Linked DNA regions of Zea mays: region 2 is linked to region 1. The links are chromatin contacts, called in public Hi-C maps. All regions are on one chromosome and are shown on one strand. The core of a region is the stretch at or near the end of the contact, and the rest is flanking DNA. Distances in the headings are between cores, read along the strand shown. Region 1 holds the start of LOC100277946. Region 2 holds the start of LOC103648287 (sister chromatid cohesion protein SCC2).

What was found. A called contact is a pair of places that touch in the nucleus more often than the background predicts.
Region 2: a contact with region 1 is called in a Hi-C map of ear, with 2.8 times the contacts expected there. The contact joins the promoter of LOC103648287 here to the promoter of LOC100277946 in region 1. A contact is called at or near these places in 15 of 25 Hi-C or Micro-C datasets (bundle sheath, ear, endosperm and 5 more) and 1 of 3 datasets of contacts at active chromatin or transcription factors (leaf).

Annotation. Positions count from the first base shown.
Region 1 is chr2:242,431,976-242,437,272 of Zm-B73-REFERENCE-NAM-5.0, forward strand. LOC100277946 reads right to left here and starts at 1,297. Exons shown (of 18, transcript NM_001151384.2): 1 at 946-1,297; 2 at 1-49. The coding sequence starts at 1,071.
Region 2 is chr2:242,631,043-242,636,291 of Zm-B73-REFERENCE-NAM-5.0, forward strand. LOC103648287 (sister chromatid cohesion protein SCC2) reads left to right here and starts at 3,604. Exons shown (of 28, transcript XM_008672771.3): 1 at 3,604-4,138; 2 at 4,235-4,356. The coding sequence starts at 3,897.

The DNA.
Region 1 (5,297 bases), core at 47-2,546:
CCATGAGGTCTGTCACGGTTTTGTCTCCATCGCGAATAAGCTCAAGAATCTGTATCATCAGGGAGAGAGGTAGACTTAGTTCAGCCATGCCAGCCAAACCAAATATGCCAACAAAGCAAAGTGGCCTCCAGGCGAGCAAAATCAGGAACACCTTACAGTGGAGGGTAAATGCAGTTAGCATCTTCCCTTCCATCTGGGATCAAGGGGTCATTCCCCATTTGAATGGCTGGTCTCGAGGAAAGGGAAAAATAAATATATAGTACAGAAAGAAGATCTATGATATACACAAATTCAATATTTAAATAAAAGGCAATCCTTCCTCTTTTGTCTTGATCTCCTTTCTTTAATCTTATTGGATCATGGTTAAGAGTGGTAATGGATCATGATCCAAATGTTTCTTCACAATTTGTTTAAATCCTTAACTAATTTTAGTTCAAAAATAAATAGAAATATAGCCCGATGCCCCGATCCTAATCTGACCATATCCTTAAATTTTATAATGTAAAATTTATAGTTCATTACCACCCCTAGTCATGGTTCAGTATTCTAATCCACCGTTTAAATCCTCAGAATCTGAACAACCACTGCATATATAGGATATACTGTAGCACAAATGGTTTCAGGCTCTCGGCGTTGTTTTCTGGGACAAGTCCTTGCCCTTCTCCCTCGTGCAGTCATGCTACTTCCATTCCACCAAATTAAAGGAGGCAGGAGGGCACTGAAGACAAGGCGCGGAATGTCCGATCCAAAAAGAAACAAAACGCCCGCACTGATCAGCTGGCTCAGTTCTGCGTTGACCTTGCGGGCGGGCATGCGCAGGCGCGGCGTGACACACACACACGGTATCCCGTTTTGACTAGCAGCCTAGCAGACGTGGGATGGGATGGCGGGACGGCGGCGTCCAGAGACCGAGGGCACTGACCGGGGAGCAGCGAGGGGGCTGACCTGCGCGGCGATGAGCGCGACGGCCTCGGTGTAGTTGAGGCGGAGGCCCCGGGCAAGGCGCTTCTGCGCGAGGAAGCCGGCATTGTGCAGCGCCAATTTGTCCGCCTCCCTCGGCAGCAGCCTCATGCCTCCTCCTCTGAGGTCAGCGGCGCGAAGGGGTAGTGATCGGAACGGCGGACCTCCCCGTCGCGGGCGAGAGAAGGGCGATAAGGCGAGCGAAAGAGAGAGGGGAGCGGAGGGAGAAGTCGCCGCTGACGCTGCCGGCGGGGAGCAGCAGTTGCGATATGGTTGGCTACTTGGAGTCTTGGACGGATTCCCGAGCGAATCTGCGGGGGACAGGTGGGTGCTAGGCCCGCTGGCCCTAGACCCAGCAGCGCTCCTATACATTTTGTAACAAGCAATAATCTTTTATTCTGTCAAACTACCCCACTACAAATTTGGATTGTTTTAAAATACCCACTTACAACTTTTATTCTGTCAAACTTCCCCCTACAAATTAGGGAGGTCCTCAATCTGTAATCAGTTGCTCGGGCTTGGCTCATTTAAGCAGCTCGCTTAGCCAAACAAAAAACATAGCCATAACTTAACTGAAATTAGGCTTGGCTCATTTAGAAAGGGTTGAAAGAGACTCGTCCTATGTGGTCTTCTCAACGGGGAGTATGTTCTTTGGGACCAAACCCTGTGAAACAAATCACCTATGTCTTTGTGTCAATCTTGTGTTGCGATTCTTCCTCTTCTCTCTCTCTAAGTTCTCTTGCTTGCAATCATTCTTGAGTTAGCTCCCAAAGTTATCCATATTAATTGAGCAACTCATAGCAAGAAGAACTACCTTCCGCACTCCAATTTCATCATTACTCATACTAACGCTAACCCCTGGTGAAGTTCGTGTTCAAATATTATAATTTTCATGTTTCGCTTATTCTCCCCCCCCCTCCCCTCAAGGCGACTCTGAGGATGCAAAACCGATCAAGACTGTTATTGATACAAATGGTCATATTGACTTAGATGGGGGAGGTACAATTGTTGATCAAAAGCTTTTTCGCTCAATAATTTGTAGTTTGCTATACATTACAGTATCTATTTCCGATGTTATGTTTAGTGTATGCATGTGTGCTCGGTTTCAAGCATCGCCTATAGAAGATCGCTTGAAAGCTGCCAAAAGAATTCGAAGATATTTGAAGCATACCCCCAATATTGGTCTATGGTATTCCAAGGGTGCTCAATTTGAGTTAATTAGATATTCGAATTCGGACCATGCGGGTTGCAAGGTTGATAGGAAGAGTACCCTCGGTTGTTGTCAATTTCTCGAGAGGTCTCTTGTCTTGTGGTCCTCTAAGAAGCAAAACTCGGTCGCTCTCTCTACCATCGAGGCAGAATATATTTCGGTTGGTAACTGTTGTGCTCAACTCTTTTGGGTGAAGCAAACACTATTGGACTATGGGGTTTCCTTCAAAAATGTGTCTTTTATGTGTGATAATGAGAGTGTCGTAAAATTGGCTACAAATCTGGTTCAACACTCAAGAACGAAGCATATTAATATAAGGCATCATTTTCTTGAGAGATCATGTTGGCAAAGGGGGTATCTTAATTTGTTCAATTGGGACGGATGATCAATTGGCAGATATCTTCACAAAACCTTTGGATGAATCAAGGTTTTGCAAGTTGCGGAGTGAAATGAATCTCGAACGTGGCTTGAAGTTTAGTACACATGTGTAGTGGTACATTTGGGCTCTAGTATGTGCTCACTAAGTTATTTAATGTCTATTTTTTGTGAATTTTTTATTCATGTATGACCTTATGAAGTTTATGTGAAAATGTTGGTTCTCCTAGTATATTATATGTTAATGCATACATACTAACCCTTGAATGTGTCAAAATGTCCATACTCGAGCAAAGAAATCCTTTTGAAATTCAGAATCACAAAATGGACAGAATTCAGAAAGTTGAAGTGTCAGGTCATGGATCGTCCGGGCTGTGACCGCGAACCGTCCCCCGTAGTGGGTTAGAGACAGTATTGAGTCACGGCAGATAGTCTGGATTTCCTAAGTCGTGGACCGTCCACCGTCCCCCGTGGACCATCCGCGACAGGCTGATATGTCAGACAGAGGCCGCCAAAAGTCATTTTCAACTCAAAAGTCTTTCCCCTCTCTCTCGCCAAAAGCAAAAGTGCTCCTTTGTCGTTTGTAAGCATTCAGAGAGTTGGATTCGCACGCGGACTGTCAAGAAGATCTCTTGGAACTCAAGCACGATGTCGTCCTCTCGGTATTTCAAAAACTCGTGGATTTCATTCAAATTTACAAGTTCTAGGGTTTCTAGAAATCACTCTATGATTTGAATTTTGGCAATGGATTTATCAAATCACTTGGTGGAATCAGTTGTGCTAGTCCTTGTGAACATACTGCAATTTTTGAATGATTTCCATTGGTTAAATCGACTGAATCGGTGATTGAAAGTGTTGAGGGGAAATGGGATTTCAAAATCGCCTCTACTAGGTCGCGGACCATCTGCTAGGGTGGCACGGACCGTTCGGACCCCTAGCGCGGACAGTCCGGCTCCTAGAAAGTCAGCACCTTTCAAAATGATCCACACCTTTCAAAATGATCCCTTTGTGACTTGATTCAATATTGTAATTATTGGGTATTCTTTCACATATATTTTAGTGTTTGGGTGGTCTTATGAAGAAGTTGGCAAGGTGTTTCCAGTCTAAGTGCCCCCAACCAGATGATGCAGGCTATGACCCTACAACTGATTCCGAGGCCTAGTCCTCTGTCGGACTGTCGCTGACAGTGTCTCCATGGACACAGAAGATGCACCACATAGTCATCCCGACTTCCCTGTCGATATCACAGGATGGACCTATGCCAAGAGCAGGTTTTCTATGGCAGAGTACTGATCCAAGAGGACAGTAAATCAGTACAATTTTCCTTATGACACTAACATTCATTACTTTCACACTCAATTGAAATTTGATGTGTTCTGGGAGACTCTCGTGGATACAGATTTCCACAAGCATCAGGTTATTGACTAGGAGCACATACAGAGTAAGTCTATAATGGAGGGATTAATAATTTCAAAGCATGTGGCTTCTATGATTTCATGGGGTAGAACACTGATTTCAGTGAGATGACAGTAAGCAATTTCTTGCCACTACAGAGATTGACACTGAAGCACAATTATTTGTCTAGATGAATTGATTTAAGAGGGATGTGGCAACTTTTAATGAGTTTGCCACTGCCAGCGGTCTTGATTACTGTCGGAGAGAAAACTCTAGCTGGGTGGCTAAATGCACCCGCCTAATCCTGTGAACCAGGGGAGTTTAGGGATTTGCCTGATTAGTTGGATGAACTCGAGAACACAAAGGTTAGAGTGGTTTAGGTCGTCGGAGCGCAATACCCTACATCCATTGTTGGTTGTATTGCACGAGGAACATGAGTCTCTCTGTGTGTCTGATGGTCTCCGAGGTAGTATGTCCCTTGTAATGTTGTGTGCCCTCCCTTTTATAGTCCAAGGGGCACAAACAAGGAACCTGAGCCCCGATAGGAAGGCCCAGGAATATAGTAATAAAAACATACTACATGGAACAACTAATGTCGACGACGGACAAAGATCTTCTCTTGGTTGTCGTGCGGATTTCTTGTAATACCCAAAACATAGTAAATAAAGGAGTTGGAATTTTGGTGAATTTTTTATTTGGATACATGCATGAGCACTCACACCCAAGTTAAATAGGAATAAAATATCTTAATAAACAAAGCCAGGTATATATATAATAATAATTAAAATGCTTCTTCATGCTGACGCTTTTTGTTGTGCACTTAATTTGAGTGAGAAATTCATAGTCAAAATTTGCATTCAAATTGGAAATCTAAAAACAAAAAAGGAAAAGAAAGCTGAAATAAAAAGAAAAGAGTGAGGGTCATATTAGCACTGGGTTGCATTCTTCGCGCCAGCCCAAACTAAAACCACCAATCGACCCAGCTGGGGCAAACTGTGTTGACAAGTGGTCCCCAGCCGTCATCCTCCGCGTCGGGTCGCTGCCGCCCGCGGTCATCGCTAGGACGGCCCACCGCGCAACCAGTATGGCGCGCCTGCATGGCTGGCGCGTGGGGTTACCTAGTCAGCCAAATTCCCTCCATGGCCGCCATCTTCGCAATAGCTTCCTCCGGGTAGGTGATCAACGCAGATTGTTCGAGCTAGTTGTGCAGCCATCGTCGATCGGCCGAACTGTGGCCTAGGGCGATCACGTGGAGAGAGTGAAGAGTGTCGCGAGTTTATGCCTCGCTGTGTCCTGCGTTCGACGGTCGGCCGGCGTGCCAATAACAGTAAGACCTTTTCCCCATGCCTCAATTCCC
Region 2 (5,249 bases), core at 2,354-4,853, 200 kb after region 1:
GAACTATGTGGAATACGAGAATAATCAAATGAAAAGTTCGAATTGACCGTCTTCCTGTAGTCGTTGTCGTCGTCCTTTTGGGAAGAAGTAGACTCATCGCTATCGTCGTAGTAGACGATCTCCTTGATGCGCCTTGTCTTCTTCTTCTTCCCATCTTTACGCTTGTGGCCCGAGCCCGAGTTAGTAGGCTTGTCATCCTTAGGCTCGTTGACGAAAGACTCCTTCTCCTTGTCGTTGATCACGATTCCCTTTCCCTTAGGATCCATCTCTTCGGGCGATTAGTCCCTTCTTGAAGAGAACGGCTCCGATACCAATTGAGAGCACCTAGAGGGGGGTGAATAGGTGATCCTGTGAAAACTTAAACTTATAGCCACAAAAACCTTGTTAAGTGTTAGCACAATAATTGCCAAGTGGCTAGAGAGGAGTCTCGACAAAACACAATACCACAAGAGATCAAACACAGAGATGACACAGTGGTTTATCCCGTGGTTCGGCCAAGACCAACGCTTGCCTACTCCACGTTGTGGCGTCCCAACGGACGAGGGTTGCAATCAACCCCTCTCAAGCGGTCCAAAGACCAGCTTGAATACCACGGTGTTTTGCTTTGCCTGTCAATATCCCGTTTGCGAGGAATCTCCACACTTTGGAGCCTCTCGCCCTTACACTTGAGATTCACAAAGAAATACGGAGTAAGGGGGAATGAGCAACGCACACAAGACTTCAAAAGATCAGAGCAACAACACGCACACAAGTCGCAACAAGAGCTCGCAACACAACTCAAAGAGTTCACAACTCCACAAAAGCTCTATATGCTATCACAATGAAACGAATGCGCGAGATCGATGTCTTGGTGCTTAGAAATGTTGTAGGAATGCTTGGTGTTCTCCTCCATGCGCCTAGGGGTCCCTTTTATAGCCCCAAGGCAGCTAGGAGCCGTTGAGAACAAATCTGGAAGGCCATCCTTGCCTTCTGTCATCGGGCGCACCGGACAGTCCGGTGCACACCGGACAGTGTCCGGTGCCCGATTCCTTTCCTTAAATGGCGAAGCCGACCGTTGCAGATCTGGGAGCGGTTGGCGCACCGGACATGTCCGGTGCACACCGGACAGTCCGGTGCCCCATTCCGACCGTTGGCTTGGCCACGTGTCGCGCGCAGAATTCGCGGCCGACCGTTGGCCCGGCCGACCGTTGGCTCACCGGACAGTCCGGTGCACACCGGACAGTCCGGTGAATTTTAGCCGTACGCCGTCAGCAAATTCCTAAGAGCGGCCTCTTCGGCCGAGGCAGCCTGGCGCACCGGACACTGTCCAGTGCACCACCGGACAGTCCGGTGCTCCAGACCGAAGCAGCCTTCTGGCTGTACACAGCCAACTCTTTTCTTTTCTTTTTCTTCCTGTTTCCAATACTTAGACAAGTATATTAGTACACAAAACCAATGTACTAAGACTTAGAAACATACCTTTGCTCTTGATTTGCACTTTATTCATCCATGGCATAAATTCACATTTAAGCACTTGAGTTGGCACTCAATCACCAAAATACTTAGAAATGGCCCAAGGGCACATTTCCCTTTCAACCACAACTCCATGCCTTTGTTTATTACAGATAATGGAACATGCCCTACAACAATACCACATGCGACTGTTGGTATACTGCACCAGTCCTCGTGAGCATCCTAGATGTTTGGGCTTGTTAATGTAGTTGCCAAAATCAGTCACCATTGTCATTTAAGTACAATTTCTACTTTGCTTCCTTGCCCCACGAAAACAAGAACAAAATAAAGTTACAGACTACCAATTTATTCCTCTAAAGGAACTACTTGTCGACCTTCTTCATCCCACCTAAGCTCAATTTGAATTGCATCCTAATCTAATTCGAAAATCCTAAAAATACGAAATGGTAACAATTGAATTTAAACTACAAAACTAAGTTACAGACTACCAATACGATGACACCGTGGATGGCCTCCTCCAGGCGCCGAATCCCGACCACCTCAATCGATGTGGACGAGGGGGAGTCGTGATCCTAAAAATACGAAATGGTAACAATTGAATTAAAACTACAAAACTAAGTTACAGACTACCAATACGATGACACCGTGGATGGCCTCCTCCAGGCGCCGAATCCCGACCACCTCAATCGATGTGGACGAGGGGGAGTCGTGGGCCAAGGAGCTAGTGTCTTCCTCGGTGAGGTCGATCTCGACGATCTCGACCTTGGTAGCGAGGCCACGGAGGGAGGTAGATGCGGTCGAGGGGGAGGAGGCAGGAGGCGGCGAGGGGGAGAGAGGGGGTGCGACCGAGGGGGGCATGGCCTCCCCGAATCGCTGGTGAAGCAAGCACGGGCGAGGAGCTTCTACAAATCGACGGTGGTCGGGGGGGAGGGGCGCTGATGTCGAACGGGGGCAGGGTCACAGTGTCGCCCCCTGTGGACGCCTCCAGCGCCTGCGCCACCATGAATCCGGGCATCGCCGAGGGGGTGAGGGCAGGGGAAGGGAGGGGGAGGCCTTGAATCCTGGATGCGTCCGCAGGGGTGTTCTCGGATCCTGTCACCGCGGCGCGGGACATGGGGAGCAGGGGCGACGGGTGCGAACAGGGGGAGAAGGGGCGGCGGCTCACGCGGGGTGGGAGAGGGGGAGGCGGGGGACGAACGTGGGCGTGGAGACGAGGACGAACGTGGGCGTAAGCAGGGGCGGACGATGTAGATTTACAGAAGCGATTGGACGGTGTAGATTCACCGAAGGCAGAACCAGAGGAGACAGCCTACCCCTTGCAGCCTTAATAGGTAGTATAGATATGTGACATGTTGGTTGAATGGTTGTAATTGTAACCGGTGATATGCTGCCTTTTGCTCCTTCCGTGTCTACATATTAACAAATGTGCTGGTTTTAATTTTTAAATTTCAAGTGTCCTTTGTGTGTTATACCACTATTAATTTCAAAGCTATGCACTTATGTAGTTATGTTTATGTTGTATTATTATTTATTGCTACTTGTAAAATTGCAATTGTAAAGTTTCAGTATGCTATTATCTTTATTTGTTTGATTAAATGAGTTAGCTTCAATTTTTGCAATATGATTGAATGAAATTGTGGTTGTCTGATTGCTTTGATCTCGAACTGGCTCACGAGTTAATCGAGTTGGCTCGAGTTGACAAACGAATCAAGTCGAGCAGCTACTTGAGCTTGTTACGTTAATGAGTTGAGTTAAGCTGGTTCGTTATCATAACAAGGCAGTTCGAGTCGAGCCGAGTCAGCTCGATATCTAGGCCTACACATAACATAGGGGTATATTAGTCTTTTCCCGCATCAACTAACATCAGTTTTGGACTACAATAACATTAAAGGTATTAAAATTTAAAACTGATGGTATTTAAGAGAACACATATTTTTGGATGGTATTGAAAGTATTGTTATAGTTTTGAATGACATGGAAGGGATTTCCTCCGGTTTTTATGGGACGAAACGTGCATTTGGGGTTGCGCGGTGCGCGCCCACGTCCAGCCCAAACTGACCAGGCCCAGCTCAAGTCGATCCAGCTCGGTAACCAACCACGCACACGTGGGTCCACTAGCTGTTGCCGTCGCCCTTCCTCCTTCCGTCGCAAGCATCGGGGTGGCGTTCTCATCACCCTTCACCTAAGGCCAACTTGACTATACGCAGTAGTAGATAAATACTACTACTGAATTTGTCCCCCATTTGTTATAGTCTCACCACCTCTCCACCCTTCGAAATTGAAATCAAATCAAAGCAGCCCACCACCCTCGATTCATTCACCACCACCTCTCCACACTTTGAAATCAACTCAATCAAAGCAGCCCCTCCTCCAGTCCTCCCCAACAATCGAATTCCGGTGCGAATTGGAGCCCTCAGCCCTCCCGCGCATCTAGGGTTTTGCCCATGGACCCCGACGCCGGCGGGGCTGGGGCCGGGGGCCGGGCGGGCTTCGAGCGGGCGTGCCGGCTGCCCAACACCGTCCACTCCGAGGTCCTGCCGTCGCTGCCGCTCCCCACCCTCCCGCGCGAGCTCGGCTTCGACGCGCTCCGCGACGACGAGCCCCTCGCCGCGCCCGACCGCCCCGACATGATCATGCAGGCCGCCAACATCGCCCGCATCCTCGCCGACACCGACGTCTCCCACCTGTGAGCGACTCCCCTTCCCTTCCTCGCCTCCTCATGCTCCCCGCCTGCTGGGATGGGAGTTGCTAACTCCATCACCCTCATTCCTTCCTTCCGCAGGGGCTTCACCGCGGCGGACAACGTCGAAGTGGATCCCAGCCGGTGCTCCTGGCTCTGGAGGGAGGTGCTCAAGCACAACCCCGACGCCTTCAAGGTCAAGGCGCCCGGGCCGTCTTCTCAAGGTAAACGCTCTGCAAATTGAGCCTCCTTTGGGTTTAGTCCCAGACCCCCTACCAGCCTAGCTAGGTACTCTAATGTAGTACTAGGTAGCTAGCATCTTAAAAATCTTGGCTGCTTTCTGCTCATTGGAGTCAACATTGTGGTCTGTCTAGTTCCCAGCTGCTGTTGTATGTATGTACGTACTTGCCTTGTTAACGGTACTTTCCAATGGCCTGCCATGGACCGAACATTTATTAAGTTGCTGTATCCTGCTGCTGCTTAGCACTGCCTTCCTGATGGGAGTGATGGCCTGGCTTGCTTCTGTCTGACTCGTTTCATTTGCTCATGGGCTTTCTGGCAAACACATTCCCATGCCATGCAGTCTGGTAACACGAAATCAATATTCCAATGCTCACCCGTCGAACTAGGTTGTTGCACTGTGTATCATTGTGTTTACGGTGGGGCATGGGAAGCAGTTTGGAGTATGTTCCTCGGCTTTTGATGCCCTAGTGCTCGGAGATGACCTGTGTGCCACGTGTGTATCATTGTGTTTACGGTGGGGCATGGGAAGCAGTTTGGCATATGTTCCTTGGCTTTTGATGCCCTAGTGCTCGGAGATGACCGTAGTTAGCTTTTGAACTTTTGCGAAACTACCAATCATCACAATTTTGTATGATTGTCGACTGAGGTGGTGCTTGCAGGATTCTCTGGCTGCTCCTGTGCCTTTTGTGTTGCGGGCACTATTTTGTAGCACTGAGGTATTTCTAATTCCACAGACTGGGATGGAAAACATGATATACAGCAGGACAGTGAGCACTTGTGCAGTTCATGGTAAAAAAACTTCGTGGGCGTTTCTTAGGCCATAAATGCGTGTCCATCATTAGTTCAGGTAATGACCTGTGTTACCTGGATTTGA